Linked DNA regions of Mus musculus: all the other regions are linked to region 3. Evidence: chromatin contacts called from public HiChIP or PLAC-seq and Micro-C data. All regions are on one chromosome and are shown on one strand. The core of a region is the stretch at or near the end of the contact, and the rest is flanking DNA. Distances in the headings are between cores, read along the strand shown.

Region 1 (3,793 bases), core at 1,264-3,763, 300 kb after region 3:
GTGGCGCACGCCTTTAATTCCAGCACTCGGGAGGCAGAGGCAGGCAGATTTCTGAGTTCGAGGCCAGCCTGGTCTACAAAGTGAGTTCCAGGACAGCCAGGGCTGCTCGGAGAAACCCTGTCTCAAAAACCAAAAAAAAAAAAAAAAAAAAAAAAAAAGTCTGACTCACTGGTTAAGGGCACCGACTGCTCTTCCAGAGGTCCTGAGTTCAATTCCCAGCAACCACATGGGGCTCACAATCATCTATAATAGGATCCAATGCCCTGTTCTGGTGTGTTTGAAGACAGCTACAGTATACTCATATACATAAAATAAATAACTAATTCTTAAAAAAAAAACAAACAAACAAACAAACAACCTTTGAGATGGATGGACGCTGCATGGGGCTAGCCATAGAGGCAGCCAGACTGCTGGGGCCAGAGAGTAGCTGGTACTAGCGTGGAGTGGTGTCTTTCTTACATTGCCCCACTACGAAGGCCTGTGTGGGCTTCACAGTCCATGCCTCCCCACATCGCACCTCAAAGAAGTAACTTGGGATGCTGAGGAGATTGTTCTGTGGTTAAGATGACTGGTTTTTCTTCCAGAGACCTGGGTTCAGTTCCCAGCACATACATGGTGTTTTACAATCTACTATAATTTCAGTCCCAGGGGATCCATTTGCCTCCTCAGGCACCAGGCAAGACTCTGGTGCACACACATACATACAGACAAAACACTCATATAAATAAAGTCAAAATTCACACAGCAGGGTGCCCCACACCTGTAATTTCAGCTCCTGGGAGGATAAGGCAGGAGGATGGACATTATCTCAAAAAAACAAACCAAAGCAAGCAAAACAGACAAAAAGAAAGTATGACTAAAAGAGTGATGTAAACTGTAGTTGGCGGTAATAATGTGTCAGGATTGTTCCTCAACTGTAACAAAGTATCGGATCATTGTAAAATGTTAATACAAGCCGGGTGGGCGTGGTGGCACAAGTCTTTAATCCCAGCACTTGCTCGGCACACGCAGGAGGATCTCTGAGTTTGAGGGCATCCTGGTTTACATAGTAAGTTCCAGGACAGCCAGGGCTATATATTAAGGCCTGTTTCAAAAACAACAACAAAAAGTTAATATAAAACTATCAGGCAGAAAAGTTTTTTGGGGAGGAACCTGTTGGTGTTCTGGGTTATACAGGAGAGCAAAGAAAAGGAGACACTGCAGGACCTGTTAGGCTTCTCAGCAGCAGGGGCTCATCCTCTCAGGCATTGAACTTCACATATTTACCATTTTGCAGACCCTCCTTACTGTTACACAAAAGGTACTTGTAGCAAGTCAATTTCTGTATACCAAAACCTGCTACCTTATCTAGGCTTCTCTGAAGGAACCCTACCTAAGCAATACTCAGGCATAACCTACATTCCCAGGCATACCTAAGCAAGTCCCAGGAGACATCCTGGTTTGTCAGGTATGTCTCAGGACTAAGTTATGCAAAGGCTCTGAGAATCCTTGGAAGAGCAACCCCATAAAACCTCAGACAACAATCAATAACTTTACAAAAGGCTTCTTCAAACCCTAGGTACAATCCCTCTGGAATTCATGCCAGATACAATGGCTGCTATTATAGCAGCAGCTAAAAGTCTTCTGCAGGGACTTCTTTCAGTCCTATCTTCTCATTCTTTACTTAAAATGATTTTAAAGTAGACACAGAATGTTGATCAGTGATTTGCATGCTGGAGACCTTGGATTTGATCCAGGGCTGCCAAAAATCAATCAATCAATCAATCACAGCACTCAGGTGGTTGATGGAAGATTGAGTTTGAGGTCAGTCCAAGCTACATAGTAAGACCCTGTATCAATTTCTTTTTTAAAAAATTTAAAGTACTACATGCAAACAAATGAATTAAACTGATAAAGAATAAAGTCTGGGGCTGGCAAGATGGCTCAGCGGGTAAGAGCACCAATTGCTCTTCCAAAGGTCCTGAGTTCAAATCCCAGCAACCACATGGTGGCTCACAACCATCCGTAATGAGATCTGATGCCCTCTTCTGGCACGTCTGAAGACAGCTACAGTGTACTTATGTATAATAATAAATAAATCTTTTTAAAAAACCAAAAGAATAAAGTCTGGACGAGGCTGGGAATATAGCTCACTGGTGGAGCACTAAATTTAGCACGCGTCGGGCCTTAGCTGGAGTCCCAGGAAACTGAATGGATAAATAAAAAGAAAGTGCAAATGAACTGGATAAAGGTAGTCTTTTGTAATTTCCAATAGGGTGCCCTTACATAAAACATGGAAGCTAAATATCACCAGGGTACCTAACAATGGAAAGGGCGGCACATGAGCCTTACTGGGTTCGGACAGCGTAGTGCTGCGAACTCGTTGCCCTGGAGACAGGGTACCAACGCAGCAGCCTCCGCACTCGCACGTGGCGTTTCTGAGCTCCGCCTCAGCCTGGCACCCAGGACACGCCCCACTCTCCGCTGGGCCTCTGATTGGGCAGCTCCGCGGAGGTGTGGCCGGAAGAGGCGAGGCTAACTGGCAGGCGCGCGGTGGGCCTGGAAACATGGCGGAGCGCCCGAGGAAGCGTCCGTGTGGTCCGGTATGTGCGGACCGATGGGTTCCGGGCTAGGCCTGGAATCTGCAGCGTGTCACAGTGGTGTCGGCCCGGGTCTTCTGCTCTCTCCTCTCCCCTCGCCCCTCTCCCGTAGCCTGAGCTTGCAGAGTTAGCTGGTCCGATCTACATTCATTCGCGGGGCGACGGTGTCTTGAGTCCTCTCCTGGCTTATTTTCTGATTCCTAGGGCGACTTTATGGCCATACCTGTCTTCCCCTTGTCTCGGTTTCTTCTTTTGCCCAATGGGGATTCATTCCTCAGCTTCCCGGATCTGATCCCAGGCTTTGTGCACGGCGAGTCCCTGTGTACTTCTACCCTGGTTTGAGAGAGTCAGATGGCGGGAGGCCCGATGGGATGCGCCCCTCCTATGTGTGACCGGTCAGCCTCTCAATCTTCCTCCTTACTTGCAGGGTGAACATGGCCAAAGGGTTGAATGGCGAAAATGGAAACAGCAGAGTAAGTAAAAAGCTGAGGCCGGGTTGGGCAAGCGCACTGAGCCCTCCCTTTCCACAAACCAGCTAATGGCCCGACGAGCCCTCTTTGGGTCTCAGTGTATCCAAGTGAGTGGTGGCAGCCTCTCCAGAGCCTAGGCTAGCCCAGCGAGAAGGAACTCTCCTCCCCATGTCAAGTCCTTTCCCTCCAATAATTCTCCAGAAAAAGAGGAGAAAAAGAAGTGGAAGGACCTCAAGATAATGAAGAAACTGGAGCGGCAGCGTGCCCAAGAGGAAGAGGCTAAACGCCAGGAAGAGGAGGAAGAGGCGGCGGCCCAGAGGAGCAACCAAGGTAAGCAGCTGGGTCGTGAGGTAAGTTGAATCTCTGAGCCATGGGGACATGCAAGGGAGGGAAGGTCCACAGCCTGTCAGGCTGACAGGAACATCCCCTGTCCCTGCTAGGACGGCCTTACACTCTGAGTGTGGCCCTGCCAGGCTCCATCCTGGACAATGCCCAGTCACCTGAGCTCCGCACCTACCTGGCTGGCCAGATCGCCAGAGCCTGCACCATCTTCTGTGTGGATGAGATTGTGGTGTTCGATGAGGAGGGCCAAGATACCAAGTGAGAGTCTCTGGGGAGTGGGGAGGACCAGCAGGGGTGGCCATGGCTTTGTCCTGCTCCTTGTCACCTGCCTGGCTGCCTGGAAGGAGCTCTCAAAGGCAGCTGCAGACTCACTTTTTCTCACCCTTGGTGCTAGAGAGTGGA
Region 2 (4,028 bases), core at 1,395-3,894, 270 kb before region 3:
TATCCGTTCACTGTGATCTTAATGCCTTGTCCTTTTGTGGCTTTTGTTTCTTCTTAGATGAGTATTTCTTGGGAGTTTCCGCAAGAAGACTTCATGCATAAGAAATTGACTTTTGTGTGTCAGTGGTAGTTTAGCTGGGTATGTTACTAGGCCATGATGGTTTATTTTTCTTGGCATGCTAAGGGAGTATGATTTTCTTGCCTCTTTGAGATAAACAGAACCCTACCCTGCATTTATTCTTCATTTTTTTTGTTTTGTTTTTGTTTTGTTTTGTTTTCGAGACAGGGTTTTTCTGTGTAGCTCTGGCTGTCCTGGAACTCACTCTGTAGACCAGGCTGGCCTCGAACTCAGAAATCCACCTTCCTCTGCCTCCTAAGTGCTGGGATTAAAGGCATGCAACACCACTGGCCAGCTTATCCATTTTTTTCTTAGTGTTTTCTTCCTCATGATTACTGATAAGATTTTATATTTGATATTCTGAGTTATGACACATCTCAGAGCTTCTTTTTTTCTTCTTTTTTGTTTTAATTAAAAAATTATTATTTTATGTGTATGAGTGTTTTGGTTGCATGTATGTCTCTGTGCTGATTTTGTGCCTGGTGCCTGAGGAAGCCAGAAGAAGGTGTTGGATCCTTTGGAACTGGAGATATAGATATTTTTTGTCACCATGTGGGTGCTGAGAATTAAACTTGAGTCCTCTGGAAGAGCTGACAGTCTGTCTGTCTGTCTATCTCTCTCTGGGGGTGTTGTTTCGTATAAGAGAGAGTAGGTATGTGGTATATGCACATGTGTGCACAGGTACAGGACATGGAGTATCTCACTCTGTCTATCATTCTTTGTTTTATTCTCTTGAGACAGGATCTCTCACTGAGACTGGAGCTAGGCTGGCTTACAGCCAGCTCCATTGAAGCCGTGAGTTCAAGTTCCAGCTACTCACATCAGGAGGCTCACAACCATCTGCATATCTGTCTCTAGGGCATCTGGTACCTCTTCTGGATTCCATGGGTATCTGCACACACATGTGCACACGAGCACACACACACACACACACACACACACACATACACACACAAATAAATAAATAAATAAATCTTCATAGTAATAACATACACTGCACTCTAGGGGCTGGAGAGGTGACTAGAGTGGGTGGGTGGGGGTGTAAAGCTTGGGATGTCAGCAAGAGAACCTGAGTTAGGATCCCAGCACCCATGTAGAAGCCAGACACAAACTGTTATTGACTGTTATGTCTTCAGCTGTTTTAACTCTGTCTATCTATGATCTATCCAACTGTCTGTCTATCGTGTCTAACTTTGCAGCTCTAGGAATCCTAGTGATAGGCGAGCTCTGATCACTGAGGTCTGCTCCCTATCCACCCAAACCTCTTCTCTGGTCTCCAGCTCTTGGCTGTACCACTTAGGTTCCTGGAGCAGTCTTTGGGTGGTTTTGCAGCTGGGTCCCAGGTATGGCCATCTTTGTTTTGCAATCTTCCCTTTGTGAGTTCACTTGTGGGGGAGGAGGTATCTCTGGGAACCCCCGAGTAAGGCCAAGGTTTCAGTTTTCTGAGTCTGTGCACTGTTTATGCCCAGAGTCTAACGATCCTTTTGTGTGTTAAATTCTTCCTTTGGGCATCTCCAGGGCAGTGTGAGGAGTAGAGTCTAAATTTAAAATCTAAACCCCTGGGGGCCAAGACTTTCCAAGTCTCCAGGGCAGTTTTGTTTCTTCAGACCTTGGCAGTGGCCCCCAAACTAAGGCTTCCGGGTGCCTGCTCTGACTGTGTGGCTCTGCAGGTCTAGCTCTGAGTGGGCGTCACTTGCCACCTTTCTAGTCCCCACAGGGACTTGTAAACTCCAGTCCCCAAGCCAGCGCGGCCAGCGGCTGGCCCAGGCCCTCCCCCGCTGCAGCGATGCCGGCTCTGCATTCCTGCCTGGCTTTCAGCTTCTTTGTGGAGATCCCTAGGGAGTTCCCGGCCTTTCTCGCAAGCTCAGCCATGCATTTAAAAGGGTGTTTGTTATATTTTCCCGGCTACCGTTCCCAACCAGCACTTGTAGCGAAGGGGTTTTCTAAGCCATTGCCAGAGATGGAAGCCCTGTTTTTTTGTTTTTGTTGTTGTTAAAAACAAAAAAACAAAAAAAACCCCTCAGTATCTTTGTATCTCTGTATTTCCCAGCCCAGAGGACCCAGAGAAGCCCTGTGCATTTGGAGGAAACAGACCTGAACTTCTTGTTTTTAACCTACTTGGTAGTTTAGCCAGAGTCCTGGAGCAGCCCTGGCTCTGAGGACTTGTCTGGGATGGAGCCCTGGGCCACACTCATGCTGGGCATGGCCCAGGGTACCAGCTGTGATACACCCCAGCGACAGCTACCATTTCTGTACCTACATCTGTGTCCTCTCCCTCTCCCTGTCCCTCCCCCTTCCCCCTCTTCCTCTCCCTCTTTGAGACAAGGTCTCACTGTGCAATCCTGGCTGACCTGAAACATGCTATGTAAGCTCTGTAGACCAGATGACCAAAACTCAAAAAGGTTTGCCTGCCTCTGCCTCCCCAGTGCTAGGGTTAAAGGTGTAACATTTCTTTATGTGTGCCCAGGCCACGGGGAGTATGTGGAGGCCAGAGGACAATCTGTGGGTGTTGTTTCTGTTGGGGAGAACCACCCACATTCCAGAACCGCATGCTCTCCCAGGCCACTTTCAGTGACTCAGCGCCAGTGGCCACACCATCATCAGCTGCCAAATGTGACACATTTCCACTGTCCCACAGCATTCTCCCTGTGTGCCTGTGCTGTAACCTTCATAAGGCCCTTGCTTTCATGGCCTGTCCCTTGTCATTGCCATTCAGGGGCAGCCCCCCCCAATAAATCTCTCCAATGAGGGCTGGTGCATGGTTGGATTTTTCTGAATTCCTTGGCCCTCTGATCGCCACAAAAACCCTTACATTGGTGCCTGGGACTTGGATAGGGATCTCCTGGACCCCACCTTGAGCTCTGTGAGTGTGTGTGTGTGTGTGTGTGTGTGTGTGTGTGTGTGTGTGAGAGAGAGAGAGAGAGAGAGAGAGCTGCCCTGGATGCTATCCCTTTTCTGCAGTCCATCTGCAATAGATCCACCTTCGATAGCTCACCTATCGCTGGGCAACCCATCCACCTATGGTAATTGCTAAGTTTCCTCTTTGGTCCTACAAACACTTGCTTACCTGAATCCAAGGGCAAGACTATTGAGCATGTAGCATCCCTCTGGTGTTTGTGGAGGCGGAAGTCCCCCTAACCATGATCTCTAAGGCTACGGTTGGCCCTTTCTCTTGGGAAAGCTTTCACATTTAACTTGGTTTTCTCCTTTATGCTTCACGTAAAAGCCCTGTCTCCCCAGATGCCAGTCCTGACCTTCAAGCATGCAGTGAAGACCCAGGGAATAGCATGGGCCTTCCTGTCCCCTACTCAGTCCTAGGAATGCCCTAGACTTCAGGCTTAGGCCCTTCCTCTCTTCCTCGCTCATGGGAATTGCATCATCCATATGTTCGGGCTCACCCATGGGATTCCTCTTAGATAGCCTCCAGCCTCTCCACCTAGCTCCTGACTTGAGGGCCTCTAGACTTACCCACCTTTGCAGTTGAATCTGGCCTCAATATCCCTTAGATAATTAATCAAAAGGGCTGCCGACAGGTACCCTAGATATCAATATTACTTGGGACCTTTACAAGTCTTGCCAGCACTCAGGGAAATGGAGAGAGGTTCCCCACAGCCAACGTTTCTCTTTGTTTTGTTTTTACATTTCTCTTATCTTCACTCCAAGTCTCCCTTCTGGTCTTCCTGTTCCTCTGTTCAGCTCCTTCTAGCCGTGAAGTCTGAACAAGATGATCTACCACGACCCTTGATCCAGCTAATGAGTCCCCCTTCCCATATCAGCCTCGACTCTCAGCTCCTTCTCTTCCTCTCACTCCTTCCATCCCCACTTCTTCTCCTCCAGCAACAGGCTGCTCTAACTAGCCCACCCCACACCCACTTGCACAGCAGCCTTCCAAGGCCTGTGTGTCCCTTAGC
Region 3 (3,940 bases), core at 929-3,428:
CATTCCCACTGAAAAGAACTTCACCTTTAGTGGTGGCTGGGGAAGGGATGGGGGAGGGGGGAATACCAAGCCCAAAAGAGGGACCTGATTTCCTAGTCCACCACCCACTTCTATTCCCACTCTGATTCCCAGGCTGGTCCTTAGAGCTATCTTCTATGTCACAGCGCTAAGAATGACTATGAATGTATGGAACCAAGAATGATATTTGCCTCCACAGGAGCTCTGGAGAACTCTGGTCCTGGGGCACTTGGAAAAAATAAATAAATAGATGGGTGGATGGATGGATGGATGGATGGGGCAGGGGCATTACATCATTCATCAGGAGCTAGGCCTGAGGAAGTGTACTCGGCCCCACTAACATATTTCCAGGCACCTACAGAACTCGGTTCAAATCCCGCCACCACCTCTTTCAAGTCTCAAGTTTCTTCACTAAATACTGGGAAAAGACAGCATCCATTGTGAGCCGCAGACTCCCCCAGTTCCAGCTCAGTCCTCCTGGCTGTAGGAGCATCCCGCTCCCTTCCTGAACCTGTAAGCTTCTGAGATATTCAGGTGGGCAGAGATACGGCTTTATACCCCCAGGATGCATGAGGTTACATCCCCAATGCCACCACGTGTGCTTGTTCTGAGGTTCCAGCCTCAGCCCCACAACGTAATCCTGGCCTTGCTGACACAGGGTGAGAAGAGCTGTTCTAACAGTTACATGTCCCCAGATGGTGCGGACGGAGCAGAGCACTGTGCCCAGAGCCTGTGGTCTTAGACAAAGCCTCTTTGGAGCTAGTGACTACGCCTCCTCATCTGAAAACCTGAGCAAACTGTCCCCCGCTTTTGACACTTGCCACCACTTACAGAAACAATTGGTGAGTGGTTTTCTTGAGACATTGGCCAAGGGGCAGAGTTGCTGAGAGGGTCCAAAGACAGAGGGTTTCAGAAGAGCCCCACTCCCCCCCCCCCATCCCCCAGTCCCACTCAAGGGCCCAGCCCTGGACTCTGCCTGGGCCAATTTTCTGACCTAAGTACTAAAAGGAACCTTAAACGCGGTGGATGAGGCTTGCGGCTGGCATCTTGGGCCCCCCACACCCACCCTTGCCCTCTTACTCTCTTTAAGCTTCTCAGTACAAGGGGACTCTCAGGCATCTTCTCTCTTTTCTGCTCTCTGTCCTCAATTGGTCAGTAGATAACTCAGAATAAGAATCTAAAAGTGGAGAAGTCCTTGGCCTGGGTACTCCTGGGGCTCAGGGTAAGGACCAAAACTTAACAGGTTGCTCCACTCAAGCGGTCTCAAGCTTGGCCTCCAAGAACCTTAAAGGGAGAAATTCAGACTTTTCTGGTAAGAGATCCAAGCTAGGCACTTAGGGCTTCTATTGTCATTGATATTAAGTCAGGAAAGAAGAGGTCTCCCAAAAGAGGAGGAAGCTTGGGGCGGGTTCATAGCCCAAACCCCCACCCCCACCCCCCACCCAGGCAGTCTCACGATCACAAAGCTTCTCTACTAGAGATCAAAAATCACTGGGATTTGAGTCAAACAGAAAGAGAGGCCCTTCCGTGACCATTCCCAGAGGCCCCTGGGCTAACACATCAGGTAATCAGGCCCCAAACCCTCTCTTCCAAGACAGCACTCTAGTTCTCAGGTGCGCCCCCCACTCAGCTTTTCTTGGAAGAAGGCTCAGCTCGCCCAGGTTGCCCCCGGCCGTGGCAGGTGGAAAAGAGGAGGCGCCGCGTGGCTCGAAGCGGGGGAACCGCGCGCACCTGCCGCAGGTGAGGCCCAACCATGCGGAAGGGGGCGGAGCCATCTCCGCTGCGCTCAGGTGAGCCGACCCCCAGCTCGCAGGAGCCACGTCCAGGAAAGCTACGAATTTCGACGTGGCTCCCAAGAGGCGACCCAAAGCTGAGAGAGACTACCTCGGAGGCTCCTAGTCCCACGAGGTGCCGCGGCCCCAGGAGAACATTCGAGGCAACGGCGGCGTTGGAGGCCCGGGGTCCGTTCGTTATTTGAATAGCACAAAGGAACCGCCTTGGTCTGATTGGCCAGTCAAGTGGTCCCGGGGAGGGCAGTGGCTGTCAGTCGGAAGGCTCTACACGCTTCTATTGGCTAATCTACAGTGGGGCGGGGCGCTGCTGCCCAGCTAAATAGTTGGGGCCGGGGCCGGCGGAGGCTCATTGCTTTGGCGCCGTCTGGGGAGCGTGAGCCTGCGGGTGGCGCGCAACGCATGGTGGCGACTTCTCTCGGAGTGTCGCCGACCCGCCGACCCGGGCTCGGTTCCCTGTGCCTGGCTCGCCCGGGCGACCAACTGGAGACACACGCAAGGAGCAGCATTCGCAGCACCAGAGGCGGCTGCTCCGCCGCCCGCGTCTCCGCGGGAGCATGGAGTGCGCCCTGGACGCCCAGAGCCTGATCAGCATCTCCCTGCGCAAGATCCACAGCTCCCGGACCCAGCGCGGCGGCATCAAGCTGCACAAGAACCTCCTGGTGTCCTACGTGCTCCGCAACGCGCGCCAGCTCTACCTGAGCGAGCGTTACGCCGAGCTCTACCGGCGCCAGCAGCAGCAGCAGCAACAGCAGCCGCCCCACCACCAGCACCAGCACCTCGCTTACGCGGCGCCCGGAATGCCGGCCAGCGCGGCCGACTTCGGCCCGCTCCAACTTGGCGGCGGCGGGGACGCGGAGGCGCGCGAGCCGGTTGCCCGGCACCAGCTGCACCAGCTCCACCAGCTTCACCAGCTGCACCTCCAGCAGCAGCTGCACCAACACCAACACCCGGCGCCCAGGGGCTGCACGGCGGCGGCGCCGGTGGCGGTGGCCGGGGCGCCCGCGGGCTGCGCGGGGGCGCTCTCGGAGCTGCCCGGGTGCGCTGCGCTCCAGCCGCCGCACGGCGCGCCCCACCGCGGGCAGCACTTGGAGCCGCTGCAGCCGGGTCCCGCGCCGCTGCCGCCGCCCGCGCCCGCCGCGCTCTGCCCGCGGGACCCTCGCGTCCCGGCCGCTTGCTCTGCGCCCTCGGTGCTTCCGGGGGCTGCCCCTTCGACCGTCGCTGCCTCCTCTCCGCCCGCCTCTACAGCCCCTTCCTCATCCACTGGCTTCTACCGGGGCGCGTACCCGGCCCCCTCGGACTTCGGCGTGCACTGCAGCAGCCAGACCACCGTGCTGGACCTGGACACTCACGTGGTGACCACGGTAGAAAACGGCTACTTGCACCAGGACTGCTGCGCCTCCGCCCACTGCCCCTGCTGTGGCCAGGGCGCTCCGGGACCCGGTCTGGCGTCCGCCGCTGGTTGCAAGCGCAAGTATTACCCTGGCCAGGAGGAAGAGGACGACGAAGAGGACGCGGGCGACCTGGGAGCCGAGCCCCCCGGGGGTACCCCATTCGCCCCCTGTAAGCGCGCCCGCTTCGAGGACTTCTGCCCGGACTCGTCCCCGGACGCGTCCAACATCTCAAACTTGATCTCCATCTTTGGCTCGGGCTTCTCGGGGCTGGTGAGCCGACAGCCGGACTCCTCGGAGCAGCCGCCGCCGCTCAACGGGCAGCTGTGCGCCAAGCAGGCGCTCGCCAGCCTCGGCGCCTGGACTCGAGCCATTGTCGCCTTCTAGGGACCCCCGAGGGCATGGGGACCCTGGGCCCCGCGGGGCTGGGGCCAGACAAAGACTCGGCCAAGGGGCGATAGGGAGCGAGCGGGTCCTGGCCACTCGGGGCTGAGCTGGGGACGAGCAGAGGCTGATGTTTTATAAATTGTAAAATAAAAAAAAAAAATCTAAAAATCTTGGACTTTATTTTTGCAGAGAAAAAGCGCCTATTTAAGTATGCTTTGTGTTTCTCTTACTCTTTTCCCCCCCTTTTTATTGTACTGATTGCAGTGGTGTTTAGCGAGGAGCCTGCCACGTGAGGCAGGGCTGCTGCCCGGAGGAGGTGCCCGGCCGCCGGGGGCGAGGCTGGGTGCCCGGGCG

The links. A called contact is a pair of places that touch in the nucleus more often than the background predicts. HiChIP or PLAC-seq counts read pairs in DNA pulled down with a chosen protein or histone mark.
Region 1: a contact with region 3 is called in a Micro-C map of embryonic stem cells, with 3 times the contacts expected there. The contact joins the promoter of Spout1 here to the promoter of Ier5l in region 3. A contact is called at or near these places in 1 of 484 Hi-C or Micro-C datasets (embryonic stem cells), 1 of 115 datasets of contacts at active chromatin or transcription factors (embryonic stem cells) and 1 of 9 other capture datasets (liver).
Region 2: a contact with region 3 is called in an H3K4me3 HiChIP or PLAC-seq map of forebrain, with 5 times the contacts expected there. The contact joins the enhancer-like site here to the promoter of Ier5l in region 3. A contact is called at or near these places in 22 of 39 promoter capture datasets (3T3-L1-derived adipocytes, the C10 cell line, the HPC-7 cell line and 14 more), 3 of 15 datasets of contacts at CTCF or cohesin (CD8 T cells, the NIH/3T3 cell line and large pre-B cells), 19 of 484 Hi-C or Micro-C datasets (the AML12 cell line, the BV-2 cell line, Th1 cells and 12 more), 34 of 115 datasets of contacts at active chromatin or transcription factors (the 230-238 cell line, SST interneurons, Th17 cells and 23 more) and 3 of 9 other capture datasets (adipose tissue, embryonic stem cells and liver).

The regions. Positions count from the first base shown.
Region 1 is chr2:30,177,179-30,180,971 of GRCm38.p6, reverse strand. Spout1 (SPOUT domain containing methyltransferase 1) reads left to right here and starts at 2,513. Exons shown (of 12, transcript NM_172660.4): 1 at 2,513-2,582; 2 at 3,007-3,052; 3 at 3,251-3,379; 4 at 3,490-3,649. The coding sequence starts at 2,547.
Region 2 is chr2:30,742,032-30,746,059 of GRCm38.p6, reverse strand. No RefSeq gene overlaps it. Among named protein-coding and RNA genes, the nearest start is that of Gm39782, 20 kb to the right of the region's middle. Within about 2 kb of position 2,644, at least 196 of the 459 cell types and tissues checked have an H3K27ac peak or open chromatin away from gene starts, as enhancers often do. A contact at or near this core is called in 3T3-L1-derived adipocytes, the AML12 cell line, the BV-2 cell line and 24 more, where this site is marked.
Region 3 is chr2:30,472,437-30,476,376 of GRCm38.p6, reverse strand. Ier5l (immediate early response 5-like) reads left to right here and starts at 2,178. Exons shown (of 1, transcript NM_030244.3): 1 at 2,178-3,746. The coding sequence starts at 2,366. The coding sequence ends at 3,586. It overlaps Gm31291 (a long non-coding RNA gene), which reads right to left and starts at 2,069. Exons shown (of 7, transcript XR_003954013.1): 1 at 1,903-2,069; 2 at 1,099-1,302; 3 at 1-8.